Linked DNA regions of Capra hircus: region 1 is linked to region 2. A link is a contact called in public Hi-C data. All regions are on one chromosome and are shown on one strand. The core of a region is the stretch at or near the end of the contact, and the rest is flanking DNA. Distances in the headings are between cores, read along the strand shown. Region 1 overlaps KIAA1755. Region 2 overlaps RPRD1B (regulation of nuclear pre-mRNA domain containing 1B).

The links. Hi-C and Micro-C count contacts between places; a contact is called where the count stands out from the background.
Region 1: a contact with region 2 is called in a Hi-C map of blood, with 2.8 times the contacts expected there. The contact joins two enhancer-like sites. A contact is called at or near these places in 4 of 5 Hi-C or Micro-C datasets (blood and liver).

What each region holds. Positions count from the first base shown.
Region 1 is chr13:66,657,754-66,664,357 of ARS1.2, reverse strand. It overlaps KIAA1755, which reads left to right. Exons shown (of 13, transcript XM_018057849.1): 8 at 330-428; 9 at 1,313-1,461; 10 at 3,177-3,315; 11 at 4,528-4,650; 12 at 5,299-5,517. Among named protein-coding and RNA genes, the nearest start is that of KIAA1755, 32 kb to the left of the region's middle. Within about 2 kb of position 2,532, at least 2 of the 5 cell types and tissues checked have an H3K27ac peak or open chromatin away from gene starts, as enhancers often do.
Region 2 is chr13:66,501,752-66,508,799 of ARS1.2, reverse strand. It overlaps RPRD1B (regulation of nuclear pre-mRNA domain containing 1B), which reads right to left. Exons shown (of 7, transcript NM_001319277.1): 6 at 2,158-2,333. Among named protein-coding and RNA genes, the nearest start is that of RPRD1B, 29 kb to the right of the region's middle. Within about 2 kb of position 5,384, at least 2 of the 5 cell types and tissues checked have an H3K27ac peak or open chromatin away from gene starts, as enhancers often do.

The DNA.
Region 1 (6,604 bases), core at 1,283-3,782, 160 kb before region 2:
TCTTGATGTGGACCATTTTAAGATTCTTTATTGAATTTGTCACAGTATTTCTTCTAGTTTACATTTTGGTTTTTTGGCCGAGAGGCATGTAGAATCTTAACTCCTCGACCAAGGATCAGACAGACCTGCATCCCCTGCATTGGAAGGCAAAGTCTTAACCACTGGCCCACCAGGAAAGTCCTGCAGCCTGGATTTTAACTGGCTTTCCAGGTGATTCTGATGCAGCTAACGTTTGAGAACCACCAGCCTGCATGTCCTCCTGGTGGGTGGAGGGGAGTGGTGTCCTCTTCGCAGGCTGACACCCCCACTCTGGGCCTCCTGTCCTGCAGAAGCTGGATCCTTTCCTTGTTGACCTTCGCCAGGCCTCCTGCCTGCTAAAGGCTTCCATCGAGGAGTTTGAGAAGGGTGAGCCCCCTGGAGGGGTGCAGGTGAGCCAGGGGCCAGAAGTGGGGAAACCACAACACACCCCGGATTCCATGGACCAAGGGCTCAGTGAAGGGGCTTTGTTTTCATTGATTCATTCAGCTGATATTTACTGGACAGTTACTATGTGTCATGCCCTGGAGACCCAGCCTGGGGCAGATCGACTTGTCCCTGCCTTCATGGGGCTCATGGTGCAGTGTGAGAGGTCATTAAAAAAAAAAAAAAGTAAATAGAAATGGACATTTCACTACAAGTGATGCTAAAGGCTGTGAAAGTAAGATTGAGAGTAATGGGGAAGGAGGGTATTGAAGCTGAGCCTTGAAGGATGAGATGGAACCCTGGGAACAGGAACAGGACTGTGCTCCAGGTGGAGGGCAATCATGTTCAAAGCCCTGAGGTGGGGCTGTGCTTGGTATATTTGAGCAAGGAGGCCAGTGTGGAACAAAGTAGGGGAAAAGGAGGAGACCTGCTAGGTCCACAACTGTATCAGGGAGAAGCTGAGTTGGGATTTGATTCTAAATGGAAAGGGAAGCCGCTGGACAGTTCTAAGCAGCAGTGGGATGATCAAATGGGCCCTTTGAGATCTGTCTGGTTGCCATACAGAGAACAGACTACAGAGGGAGCCAGGGTGCTGTGGGGAAATCAGCGGAGCCCTGGGATGGATGTCCCAGAAAGAGATGATGGTGCTTGGACCAGTGAGGTTGCCATGGTGATGAGAGGAAGCTTGGTTTGAGGAGATGTTTTAGAGATAGAAAGGATGGACTTTCCGTAAGACCTTGAATACCAGTTGGGTATTCAAGGGGAGTCAGGCAGAATCAGGGAGTGGGGAGCCCTGGAAGGTTATAGGAGAGTGGGAACTGAGCCTCAGGCTACTTCCCTACCCTGGCAGGAGGCCTCCAGGTGTCTGAACAAGTCCAAGGAGCTGATGGAGGCCGTGCTAAGGGACCCAGGCCTGATGAGCCTCCAGCGGGAAGGCGGAGCCACCCTGGCCAGGCTGAGACAGGAGGGCAGCAGGCTGAACTTCAACCCGGACGTCAGGTATGGGCACCAGGCTTTTCCACCCCTACTGCATCTTGTTCCCCAGGCTGGGACCCAGAGCTGGGGCCACTTTGCTGAGGGGACACATAGGGTGGGCTCTGAGGATGTCTGGGATGGGGTGTTTGCAGTGCCCATACCCCAAGCTGAGGCTTCTACCTTGGCAAGTCCCTTCTTTGTGACCCTCCTAAGCCCAGACATTGGAGGACAAGCTCCCCCGCTTCCGGTGACCATCATCAACCAAGCACCATCTTTGACCTAAACCCTGGGCTGAGGGCCTTCAAGAGCTTGTCTCTTTTTCCTAAGATTACATGAGGCCCACATCCTCCTAAATGGATGATGTGGGTGATGTGGCTGATGGATGCTGAGGCTGAGCGAAGGGAAGTAAGAGCCAGGCTTTGTGAACACTAACCCCTGAACTGCCCTGCCTTCCCTGGCAGGGGCCTGAGAGAACTTCACGGTCTCAGAACCACAGAGCGAACAGTGCACATTCCTAGAAAGTACCAATTTTCTTAAAGTTAGGGATGGGGTGGGGTGCAAATCAGCAATTAAATCAGCCAGCAATTGTAAAAATTTTGTCTCTGTTAGAATGAGCACAATTACAAAGTTTGCGTAATCTTCCAAGAATGTTTTGGTTATTTAACCAACCCCAAATAGCACTTAGTATGAGCACAGCATTGTTCTAAGGGCCTCAAGAATGTCAACATGTTTAATTCCCACCCACAAAGTGGATCCTAGTACCGTCCTCATTTTACAGTGGAAGAGCCTGAAGCTCGGAGAGAGGATAAGTGACTTGCCCAAGGTCATGCAGCCAGGACTTAAACCCAGGCAGCCTGGCCCAGAATCTTGAACACACCACCCTGAACTGTGCCCACAGACAGATTCATGCAGATGTGAGCGCTGGACAGCAGCTCCTGGAGGTGGAGTCATCTCCCTGCCCCTCACATGGCCTGGTGGGGCTGGCACTGCCTTTCCCAGGACGCCGCTGCCTGACTGGTTGGGCTCCAGGGCCCCTTTGTTTCGCCATAGGCCCATCCAGACCGCTGGCCACCAGCAGTTCCACGAGGGGGCGCTGTGGTCCCACGTGAGCCACTCTGCGTGTTGGTTCTGCAGCTCCTGCCTGTCCCCAGCTTCCTCCCGCCCTTTGCCAGACAGCCTGGCATTTTCCATCCTGTTCACTCACCCGGGGCGCTCACCCATTCCCTGGAAAGGCAGTGACCCGTGGGAAGGTGCGGTCAGATGAGGCTCCCTCCAGGAAAATGGACTCTCCTTCCCTCTCCTCTTTTACTTTTTCCTTCTAAAGGATCGCTAGGGCAGAGGAGGGTGCAACCACCTTGTGAAGTGGGTTCTGTTACAGAAACGGAGATGCGGAAAGGGTGAGGAATTTACATAAGCTCCTCTTACTGGAAGGTAGCAGGCCTGGGGTGTGAACCCAGATCTGTCCAGCTCGGCTCCTACCTTCCTAGGGAAAGACAGGGTCATTTGGTTTCCTGCTGTGGCCTCTGGTCCTCCCAGTCCCCCGGAAGGCCGAGGCTGAGGCCCAGAGAGGTGTGGGGACCTGCCCAAGGTCACACAGCAAGTCAGCAGCTGAAGCACCCAGGCCAAGGCCACAGAGTTGAAGGGAGTTAGGGAGGCAGGCCTATGCTGGGCAGGAGTGCAGGGAGTGGGGGCCAAGGGATCAACATCTTGGGTTTTTCTCACCCTCCGTGGCTTCCCAGGAGCCATCTGGCCGAAGCTGCCGCCCTCTACAGCCTTGTGGATGAGCAGCTGCACATCCTGGCCACTGTGTCCAACCACCTCCTGAGAAGGCTGGAGCTCCGTGTCCGTCTGGGCCGCCTGGAAGCTGCCATCCACCAGGTGAGAGAGGGGAAGGAGGAGGCTGGCCCAGGGACCTGAGGGTGGAAGTGGGGCTCCTGCCGCTCCAGGCCCTGCCCCAGCCAGGCGCTTTGCTCTGGTATAAAGATACCAGGTTGGCATTTCTTGGAGAGCCAGGTAGGGGTTCTTGGAGCACACGACATGCACTCCGTAAGGGTGCTTGGTGACTGAGGACATAGCTCGAGATGCTACTTTTATTTTATGTATATAATTTTGTATATTTGTTTATTTATGGCTGTGCACGGGTTTTTCTCCAGTTGCGGCGAGCGGGAGCTACTCTAGTTACGATGCACAGGCGTCTCATGATGGTGGCTTCTCCTATTGCTGGTTCTAGGTTTGCTGGGCTCAGTAGTTGCAGCTCCTAGGCTCTAAAGCACAGGCTCATTAGTTGTGATGCACAGGCTTCGTTGCTCTGAAGCACATGGGATCTTCCCCAACCAGGGATCAAACCTGTGTCTCCTGCATTGGCAGGGAGTTTCTTTACCGGTGAGCCATCAGGGAGCCCCCCAGAAGCTGCATTTCTTAAATACCAGCTTTGCCCCAAGCCCTGGGCTGGAGCCTTTGTGACCATCACCACTTTTCAACCTCATCCCTTACCAGCGACATAGGCAAGACTTTAGGATTTCGCCTACTCACTGATGAGGAAACGGAGTCTGGGAGACGTTACGTCACCTGCCCTTGTCGCACACCTGGGGGTCTGATCCTGGAGCGCACACTGGGCACCATCCTGTCCAAATGCCGGTGCCTAGAGCCACCACCTCCCTGCATGCTCGGGGTCGTGGAGCACAGGGTGCCTGGAGCCAGACGGCTTGGGTTCCAGTACCGGCTCCAGCACTTACTAGTGGTGTGATCTAGACAAGGTACTTAATTATTCAGTGCCTAGGTTTCCTCATCTGTTAAATGAGGGATAAAATTAGTGGCCACATGGGACTTTGTGAGGATAAAGTAGGTGAGTATGTGCCCTTTAGGACACCCCAGAATATAAAGAGGACTCGTGGGATCGAGAGCCATTTTACCCCATCTGTCCCTCATTGAATCCTCATGTCTCCAGAATTATAGGGGGGTGTTTCAGGCCAGGTCAGTGGGCCCCCAAATGACTGAGGATAAGACCTCAGCCTCTCACGAAAGCAGGAGGCTGGCCAAGGGATGTTTCCTCAGTAGTCCCTCACATCCAAACCTCCCTCCCTGCTCCAGGTCAGCCACTGGATGGAGCAGGAAGGAAGCCAGTGCCTGCAAGTGCTGACCCCCAAGGACGGAAGCTTGGAGACAGTGGAGAAAGCCCACGCAGAGTTCGAGGACTTCTTCCTTCAGGCTGCGGTGCGTTCCTGAGACTGAGGGACAGGATGGGAGCAGATGGAGAGGACCAGAGCAGGGTGGGGGTGGCACTGCTGGGAAAAGGTGCCAAGGTGGAGAAGTACTAGAAAGCTGCTCGAGACAGTGGGGGAAGCAGCTTGGATCACAAAGGGTTCGGCTTAGATACCGTCTCCTCCAGGAAGCCTTCCCTGACTACCCAGTCCAAAGATAACCAGTCTCAGAATCCCTGATGGATTTCTTAAACTACAGATTCCAGAGTCCTACTCTAGTCCTACTGAATCAGCCTGGGAGGCGGGGGGAGTCTGCCTCCTCGATGTGCTGGGCCCTGGGGCCCAGGGCAATTCAGCCCCTGTTTTAACCTTCAGGGAACTTTCAGGCCAGTTTTGTTTTGTTTTGTTTTCGGAGGGTGGGTTGGAGGGGCAACAGGGAAATAGTCAGAAAGGGAACACCATGGTGACATAGATGAGAAGCCTCTAACTCAGACTCTGGGGTCAGGGAATTTTTCCAGAAGAAGGTGACACTAAGTAGAGTCTCAGTGGGCAAAGTGAACCCCGGGTTCCCATTTTATAGATGAGGAAACTGAGACTCAGGAAGTCTCATATCTTGGTAGAGAGGCTGGAGCTGAGTGGACACCCTTCCCTCCCCGCTCAGGCCCAGTACCGCCGCGGCCTGGAGCTGTGCAAGCAGGCGGCCCAGCTGGCAGCAGCAGCCAGGGCTGGGGAGGCAGGAGGGACCGAGCTCCCAGAGCTGGCAGCCTTTGCCTTCACCCAGCGGGCTTTCCAGGCGAAGCTGACCCACTTCTACATGGCAGCCGAGCGGCAACGCACAGACCTGGAGACACTGCTCCACCTGCACCACTTCTGCAAGAAGGTGAGCCTTCCAGCATAGGCTTCCCACCCCTGCCCCCAGCGCCTGGAAGGAGGGGTGGGGCAGGAGCGGCTGGACACAGCGCTAGGCTCTCTTCATTCCACAGTCACTTCCATTGGAAAGAGAATCAGCTGCATTTTCTGAAAGGGAAGCAAGGTTTGCAAGATGAAGTTACCCTCCTAAACCAGATCCAGCTGATCTCTGAACCCGGTTTGTCCCACTACACAGGAGCCTCCCAGGGACACGAACTCTCAGAGGACCCTCAGAAAACATCTGCTTCTTAAGTGATGGGTTTAGGGGCAGGTTGTTGTCGTTCAGTTGCTCAGTCATGTCAGACTCTTTGTGACCTCATGGACTGCAGCACGCCAGGCTTCCCTGTCCTTCGCCATCTCCCAGAGTTTGCTCAAACTCAGGTCCATCAAGTCGGTGATGCCATCCAACCATCTCATCCTCTATGCCCCTTTGTCCTCCTGCCCTCGATCTTTCCCAGCATCAGGGTCTTTTCCAGTCCGTCGGCTCTTTGCATCAGGTGGTCAAAGTATTGGAGCTTCAGCTTCGGCATCAGTCCTTGCAATGAGTATTCAGGGTTGATTTCCTTTAGCATTGACTGGTTTGATTTCCTTACTATCCAAAGGACTCTCAAAAGTCTTCTCCAGCACCACAGTTCAAAAGCATCAATTCTTCAGCATTCAGCCTTCTGTATGGTCCAACTCTCACATCCATACCTGACTACTGGAAAAACCATAGCTTTGACTATATGGACCTTTGTCGGCGAAATGATGTCTCTGCTTTTTAATATGCTGTCTAGGTCTGTCATTGCTTTTTGGAGCCTGGAGATTTCTGAGAATCCGATCAAAGTCATAGACTTGCCCTCCATACATAGACCTTTGCAGGCAACTTCATGGGGTGAGAACCAGGCTGAGAACCTTCCTTGATCTCGTCCCACCTCTCTGTTGCAGAGTTGGGGCAACAGGAGGAAGAGGGGTAATGCCTCATGGGTTAAGGGTATCTGGAAGCTTCTCTCCCTTGTTTATTAAATTTAGCCAGTTTCAGCCCCATCAACCTTCTCTGGAGAAAGCAAATTAGCTCC
Region 2 (7,048 bases), core at 4,135-6,634:
CCATGTTCATACACTGATGGCAATGAAAAGATTAAAAAATAAAAGCAGATTTCATTACTCTTCTGATGTGGCAGTTTTAAAACAAGGACTGGTAATGTTAAAAAAAAAAATGTTAAAAAAATACATATACTTTATGTACTGTCCCTATCAGTAAGACACGTTTGGAAGATTTAGAAGAAATCATAGTAATAATGTGTCTTTCAAGTGGCACATACTTATTAAGTTTTATCATCACCATAAAGATATAATGGAATTAAGATCACTCTATTATGGGATATGAGAAAAAAAATCTCAGATTCTAGGGAGCAGACTGTTCATATTTTTAGCAAACATGGATAAAGAATGAAAACCATCTCTCAACATCTTATATCTAAGTTTGCTTTTTTAAAATGTAGCAAATTTAGCTCCATTTTTACAATGAATAGTTTTCACTCGTATGGCTGACAGACATGGCTTGGGATAAGAACTGGGAGTTCAGAATCTACACTTTCGGGTGATGGGACATACCTGTTCTGATTCTTAAAGCGATGGAATTCCAATGCCCAAGTCAGTAAAAAAATTGGGGCTGGAAAGCAACAAAACGGATCCAAATCTCCGATCCATTTCTGCCTTAATGACCTCCTGGGGCATTTAGCAAATCATTGGTTCATCAGAAACCAGGAAGATTCCCCCAGAAGAAACATAGGGAGGAAAGTGCAACCATGAGGAAAGGAGACGAACAAAGAGTTAACTCACTCTACCAACCCAATCTCCTTCTCAAAGACTGTCCTCTATGGTAGCCTGCCACGTTCCACCCAACAGCAGCTGCTCGTGATAATCAATGTCTGACAGATCAGAGAAAGCCCTTAATGCGTCGCCAAGGGGCAGTTCAACAGATGGTATGGTGACTTACAACCAGAATCATTAATTACACTCTCTTATTAGTCCCGGGGCACAGGGCTGAAAATGCTTCCTCAGTGAAAGATGAGCATTTCAGATAAATGACCGTCTGGTACTGCCTATGAAACTCCCTTTAGGATTTCTGGTCAGTGTTGATTTCTAAATCTAAGCCATACTATTTTTATATCTCTTTCCCATCTTCCACTTTCAAGCTGGCTAGGAATATGAAGTTCCCACTAACACTGCCCATCACAGCTCTCGTAATCATTGCAGTAACGACATGGGAAGAATTGCCATCTTTCATTTCCCTGCACAAGTCAAATGACCGTGCTGAAAGGCAAACATAATCATGGCAGCCTCAGGGCTAGCTCACTTTCCGTCCCTCTGGGCCAGAGAGAGTGTTTCTTGAGTGCAGGGTTGGCAAATGGGGACAATCCCCTCCCTCCTTGATCTACTCTTGTTTCCTGTAAGAAGTGACTAATTCTTCAACTCAAAACTGTCTTCCCTTCCCAAGCCACTGGTTGCAACTCTTCTCTATATATCTTTGAAAAAAAGAAGGGCAGACATTCCTTAAAAGGAAGCTTAGCTGCAGGATGCAAGCAAAAGTTCCCAGATATCCAAACTGCTGGTTCAGTTATCAAAGGACTGAGATAAACCACCAGGTATTTAATTAAGCCAGACAAATGCATGGAGAGAAACTAGTTCTGGAGCCGCTCTCCAAGGGCATTCAGACAATGTCAACTCAGGGTAAAAATCAGCTCCTTCTCAACAGTTTGAGAACTGGGCTCCACAAACATTATTAGGTTTATGTGAAATTCTAGAACAGACTGCAGACAGAGCTTGGAAGCACACTACTTATTGGCCTTAGTAAGGATATAAGTTGGAAATAAATCTCAATATAATTCAAAAGAAAGTTTTAAGCATTTCCCAAATGCAATCATTCCTTGGCTGTGCTGAATGCCTATTCTTCTCAAACCTCAATCTACAATTGTTTTTCTTGAAATATGAGTTCAAACTAAAGCAATGAGATCCTAAATGCTGTGATTTAAGACTTCATTGCTTGCTTTCTGCATTCCACTTTGTTCTTTCCTGGACATATAAAAAACATGACTTCAATTTTCGACTTCGTTTAAATCATTACAGTATCTGATGGATGTTCTCATCTCATGAATGTTTTAAAGAAAAAAATGTGCTAATTAAGGCATAATAAAACCCTCCTAATGTGGGCTCCAGGAAGGTAAACTTGGGGAGTTTGGGTCTGCCTTGCCATGTACTCACTTCCAGTTTTTTCTCCTTTTCTGACAAAACGTCTTTCTGGTTCTGGGTGTACTCCACCAACATCCGAGCCAGCTGGCGTCGGTCTTCCAGCTCCGCCGCCAAGCGCCCATTATATTCGGCTAGTAACAGACATGCTTCATCTACTGTTTTTGAAAGACGTTCAGCTGCCTCTTTGTCTAAATACAAGCGAGACCAAAAAGAGAGAGACAATAAATAATGACACAGGCATAATTGCAAAGACTTCTGGGGGAGGTTAGCAGTTTCTCCCCTAACACCCAAGTCCAAGAATAGGCTGGAACCTGTACACAATGGACTGGCTGGCAAAATAAATCAAAGGTACTTACTCCTGTCAACAAAATGGGACCTTTCTGAACTTTCTGAAATGAGACAATTGTACAAAGAGGTGAATCTGACAAAGAACTTCAAAATGCCTATTCCTACAAAAGCTCTACAAATAAACAGAGAGATTTACAGTCATATGTGAAACAATATTTCCCCATCTCTGAAAATTTCAAAACTGCTTTCTTCATATTACATCATTAAATATTCTTTGCATATCCATCTGAAATACAAAGTAAGCACCCATTTCTTGAGTGTGAAAACTAAGACAATAAAAGCTACACAACAGATTCAGTATCGTGGGCTTTGCTGAGGAGCTGTGGACTCAAAACCATCGCTTTAAAATGGACCTATAGGGACTTCCCTGGTGGTCCAGTGGTTAAGACTTCACCTTTCAACGTAGGGGGTGTGGGTTCGATCCCTGGTTGGAAAGCCAAGATTCCACACGCCTCATGGCCAAAAAACCAAAACATAAAACAGAAGCAACATTATAACAAATTCAATAGACAAAAAAAGAAAAGCTTGATTAAAAGTAAATAAAATGGACCTGTAAGATTATATTTCTTAATCTCTGTAAGCATTAAACCTCTTGTTCAGCAAAATATAGAGTCTGATAAGACAGAAGCTTTTAAATGCTTTTGAATGTGACCCATGCTAAGAAATACACTTTATATAAATATATATTAAAAAAGAAACCAAAGTTTTATTAGACAATATTTCCTTCAGTGTGTACAGAGCATTCTATCTGCCATCTCATTTAAAAAAAAAAAAGAAAAAGCTTGGTTATTATCTACCAGACTGACTTCAGGCCTAATTAATGGGTTGCAACTCATTGGGGAAGAAACTGCAGAAGAATCAAAGTATAAGAAAGGGTGTCCTTGGGAAAAAGTGGTGAACCACACTCAACCTCAGAAGTAAGAAAAGACAAAGGATGATTTGTATTTTAAAAATCTGATGTACTTAATTACGTGTGGGGACGGTGAGGTTAACACTTAAGTATGTATGTTGCTGTTGCTGTTGTTCAGCTGCTAAGTCGTGCCCAACTCTTTGCAACCCCATGGACTGCAGCACGCTAGGCTTCCCTGTCCTTCACTATCTCCCTGATTTTGCTCAAACTCATGTCCATTGAGTCGGTGATGCCATCCGACCATCTCATTCTCTGTCGCCCCCTTCTCCTCCTGCCTTTAATCTTTCCCAGCATCAGGATCTTTTTCAATAAGTCAGCTCTTCACATCAGGTGGCTGATAGTACTGAAGCTTTAGCATCAGTCCTTCCAATGAATATTTGGGGTTGACTGGTTTGATCTCCTTGCTGTAAAAGGGACTCTCAAGAGTCTTCTCCAATACAATTCAAAAGCATCAATTCTTTGGCACTTAGCCTTCTTTATGGCCCAACTCTCACATTAGTACACGACAACTAAAAAAGCACAGCTTTGACTATACGGACTTGGCAAAGTGATGTCTCTGCTTTTTAATATGCTGTCTAGGTTTGTCATAGCTAAAAAGGCTTTAAAGGATCAAGAGAGTTCGGTGCTTTGAAACAAAGCACTAGAGACGCCAGTAGTTCCATGGGATAAGCTGAAAGTGAGTGTCAGTGATACAGATTTGTTGCTTCCTCTGAATACAGGCGGTCAAGGTGAGAGAGTTCAGCACAATCATAGGTAACCCAGATTTAAGAATTCCCCACAGAGTTTCTCTGGCAAACAGTGCCTGACTATTAGATGCTGCCTCAACATGAATACTGGAAGGTGAACTGTTGAGGGATTCCAAATTAGGCCTGATGCCAAAGATCAGGTACTTCTAGGCTCCCCCGGGACAAGGAAACAACAGGATGTTCTTGGTGGAGGAGGAGTGAGCCAAAGAAAAAACAAAGGAGAGAGACAGTTTCAGTCACCGAGGGTAAAGAGGACAGCAAAACTTATTCTTCTAGACCGGTGGCACAGTCTAGGAACAAGCTGCTGGGGTCGTTAGGTTGGTTACCTTCGTCACTGCTAAACTATTTTTGTAATGGTTAATTTCATTAAAATGTTTCAGGGCCTGTGGCAGAAAATGACAAGTAAAACACTACTTTTTGAGATTAAAAAAAAAAAAATCAATTCTCACACTCCACGAAGTTGTACAAGGGAAATAATTCATTCACACAAATAATTACAACCCAGAAAAAGAACCTGTGATAGTTTTATGAGCCAAAGAAAAAAATGCAGTTGAAATGTAGCAGTGAGATGCTCACTTTGGGGAACTCACCAGTGGCTACCCTCAAATGCTCTGCCCTCCCAAGTCCACAGACAAGCGCTGTGTGCCTCTTTCAGTCACTTACACATGGGCACCCCATCTGCTTCCTCCAAGACCCAAGTGTCTGGGACCGTCACCTGTGTGTCCCCAGCCGTCTCTCCCTCCGGAAGCATTCCCACTAGCGCACACACTGCTCTACCTTCTGACCATGGGTCACTCCCCAGCTACCGTGCCACATGCCTGCTCCTTTTACAGCGGAGCTACTCGACGGAGCTGTCTCTCCTCGTGGTCCCCACCCTCTCTCCTACCAGGTCACTAAACTCACTCCAGTCAGACTTTCATACCCCAACCCTTCCAAGCAGCCTGACATATATGTGGACTGCTATTGTGTGTCCAACGCTGTTCTAGTAACACAAAAGACCAAAACTTTCTGCCTTCAAGTTTACATTCTCAGGGAGGAAGAGAAATAAATAATACACTATATTTTACTTATTTACCAGCTGAAGATAACTCTTGAGAACAAAAAGGCAAAGCATTTGGAAGGAGGTGGTGAGAGAACAAGTCATGTGACCATCTGGGGAAGATCATTCCAGGCAGAAGAAACAGTCAAGTACAAGGGCCCTTGGAGAGTGCTTGGCAAGAAGCCCACATGACTAGAGTGTTCTGAGCAGAGTGGGGCATGATCCAACTTCTATTTTAGTGGATCACTCTGGTTACTATGTTGAAGACAGACGGATGACTGGGGGACAAGAGGCAGCAGGGAGAGCAGACAGGAAGCTACTGGGATAATTCGAGTGAAGATGGTGGAGACTCCCACTAGGCGGCAGCAGCGGAGGTGGTAACAGGTGTCAGGTTCAAGCAGTAGTTCAGATCAACAGGAATGATGAGAGGGTCATCTACTGAGATAGGGAAGACCATGAGACAAATTTGGAGGGAAGAGGAGTCTGGTTTGAGGCAGGTCAAGTCTGAAATGTCTTTCAGGATATCCAACTCAGTAACACTCAGAGCAAGAGGCTGGATGTATGGGTCTCAAGTTCAAGGAAGAGGTCAACCCTAGAGATGTAAACTAGGGGATCATTAGCACAAAAATTGTTATTTAAAGTCATCAAACAGGATGAAAGGAAATGTCAGTGAAACTAACTAGGGAAGAGAGCTAATTTATTCAAAATTAAGAGGAGAAGAAGGGAAGAAATCAACAAAGGAGCCTGAAAAGACACGAGGTTAGAGAGGAAGGCCAGAACATACGCCGTCCCAGCTTCCCCCTGCCGCCAGTAACACAGCATCAGAAACCTGGTGGCTTAGAACAACACAAACGTACTATCTTGACATTTATCATCATGGCCCTTTCCTCTATCTTCAAAATGCATCCCTCCAACTTCTGCTTCCCCAGTCACATCTCTTACTCCTGCTCTCCTTGCTCTTCCAAGGACCCGGCCCACTCGACTAACCCAGGAGAATAACCTCCCCGCCGCAAGATTCTTTACTCAACCACATCCACAAAGTCCCTTTTTCTATGTAAGACAATATATTTGCAGGCTCTAAGGATCAGAACATGGACATTTGGGGAAGACCATTATTCTGCCTACCACACCAAGTGAGAAAGTATTTTTAGGAAGAAGAAATGATCAACTGGGCCAAATTAAGAATGGGCAAAAATATATAAGGCCTTGATAAGACTAGTGAGGGGGGCACTCTCCATCCCCCTTCTGATGTCTATGTCAGAAACTTTGTCTCTTTTTATACTCTGCACCACACACAATGGGCAGAAAACATTCACCACTGAATTTAGCAACATGGAAGTCATCAGCCAACACTGATAAGAGCAGTAAGTGAAGTGAAACCAAAAGGGGGAGCGGGGAGAATAGAGACAGATGAGTATATGCCATCTATTTAGAATGTTCAGCTACACAACAGAGCAAGGAGACAATAGCCAGAGGAATGTACCAGGCCAAGAAAAAAAAATTTTCCACATGGGAAAAAAATATGTATTTTTATGCTATGGAGAATGACCCAGTGGGGCGGGGGCGGGGGAGGGACTGGAGATGCAGGAGAAAAGGGGAAAATTGCTGGAACGTGCCCTTGGGTGGGTAAGAAGAAACAGGCTTACTAGGCTAATGGGCTGCTTTAGAAAACAGCATGCTCATCCACAGAAATAGGAAGAGAAGTTAGCCAATGTTTATCATTTGTTTTGTCCAGCCACATACAATTGTGAGTGACGGCTGCCAGGAGCTGGGGGGTGGATGGGGACAGTGAATTGTTACTTTAATGATAGACAGTTTCAGTTCTGCAAGATGGAATGAGTCCCAGAAATTGGCTGTACA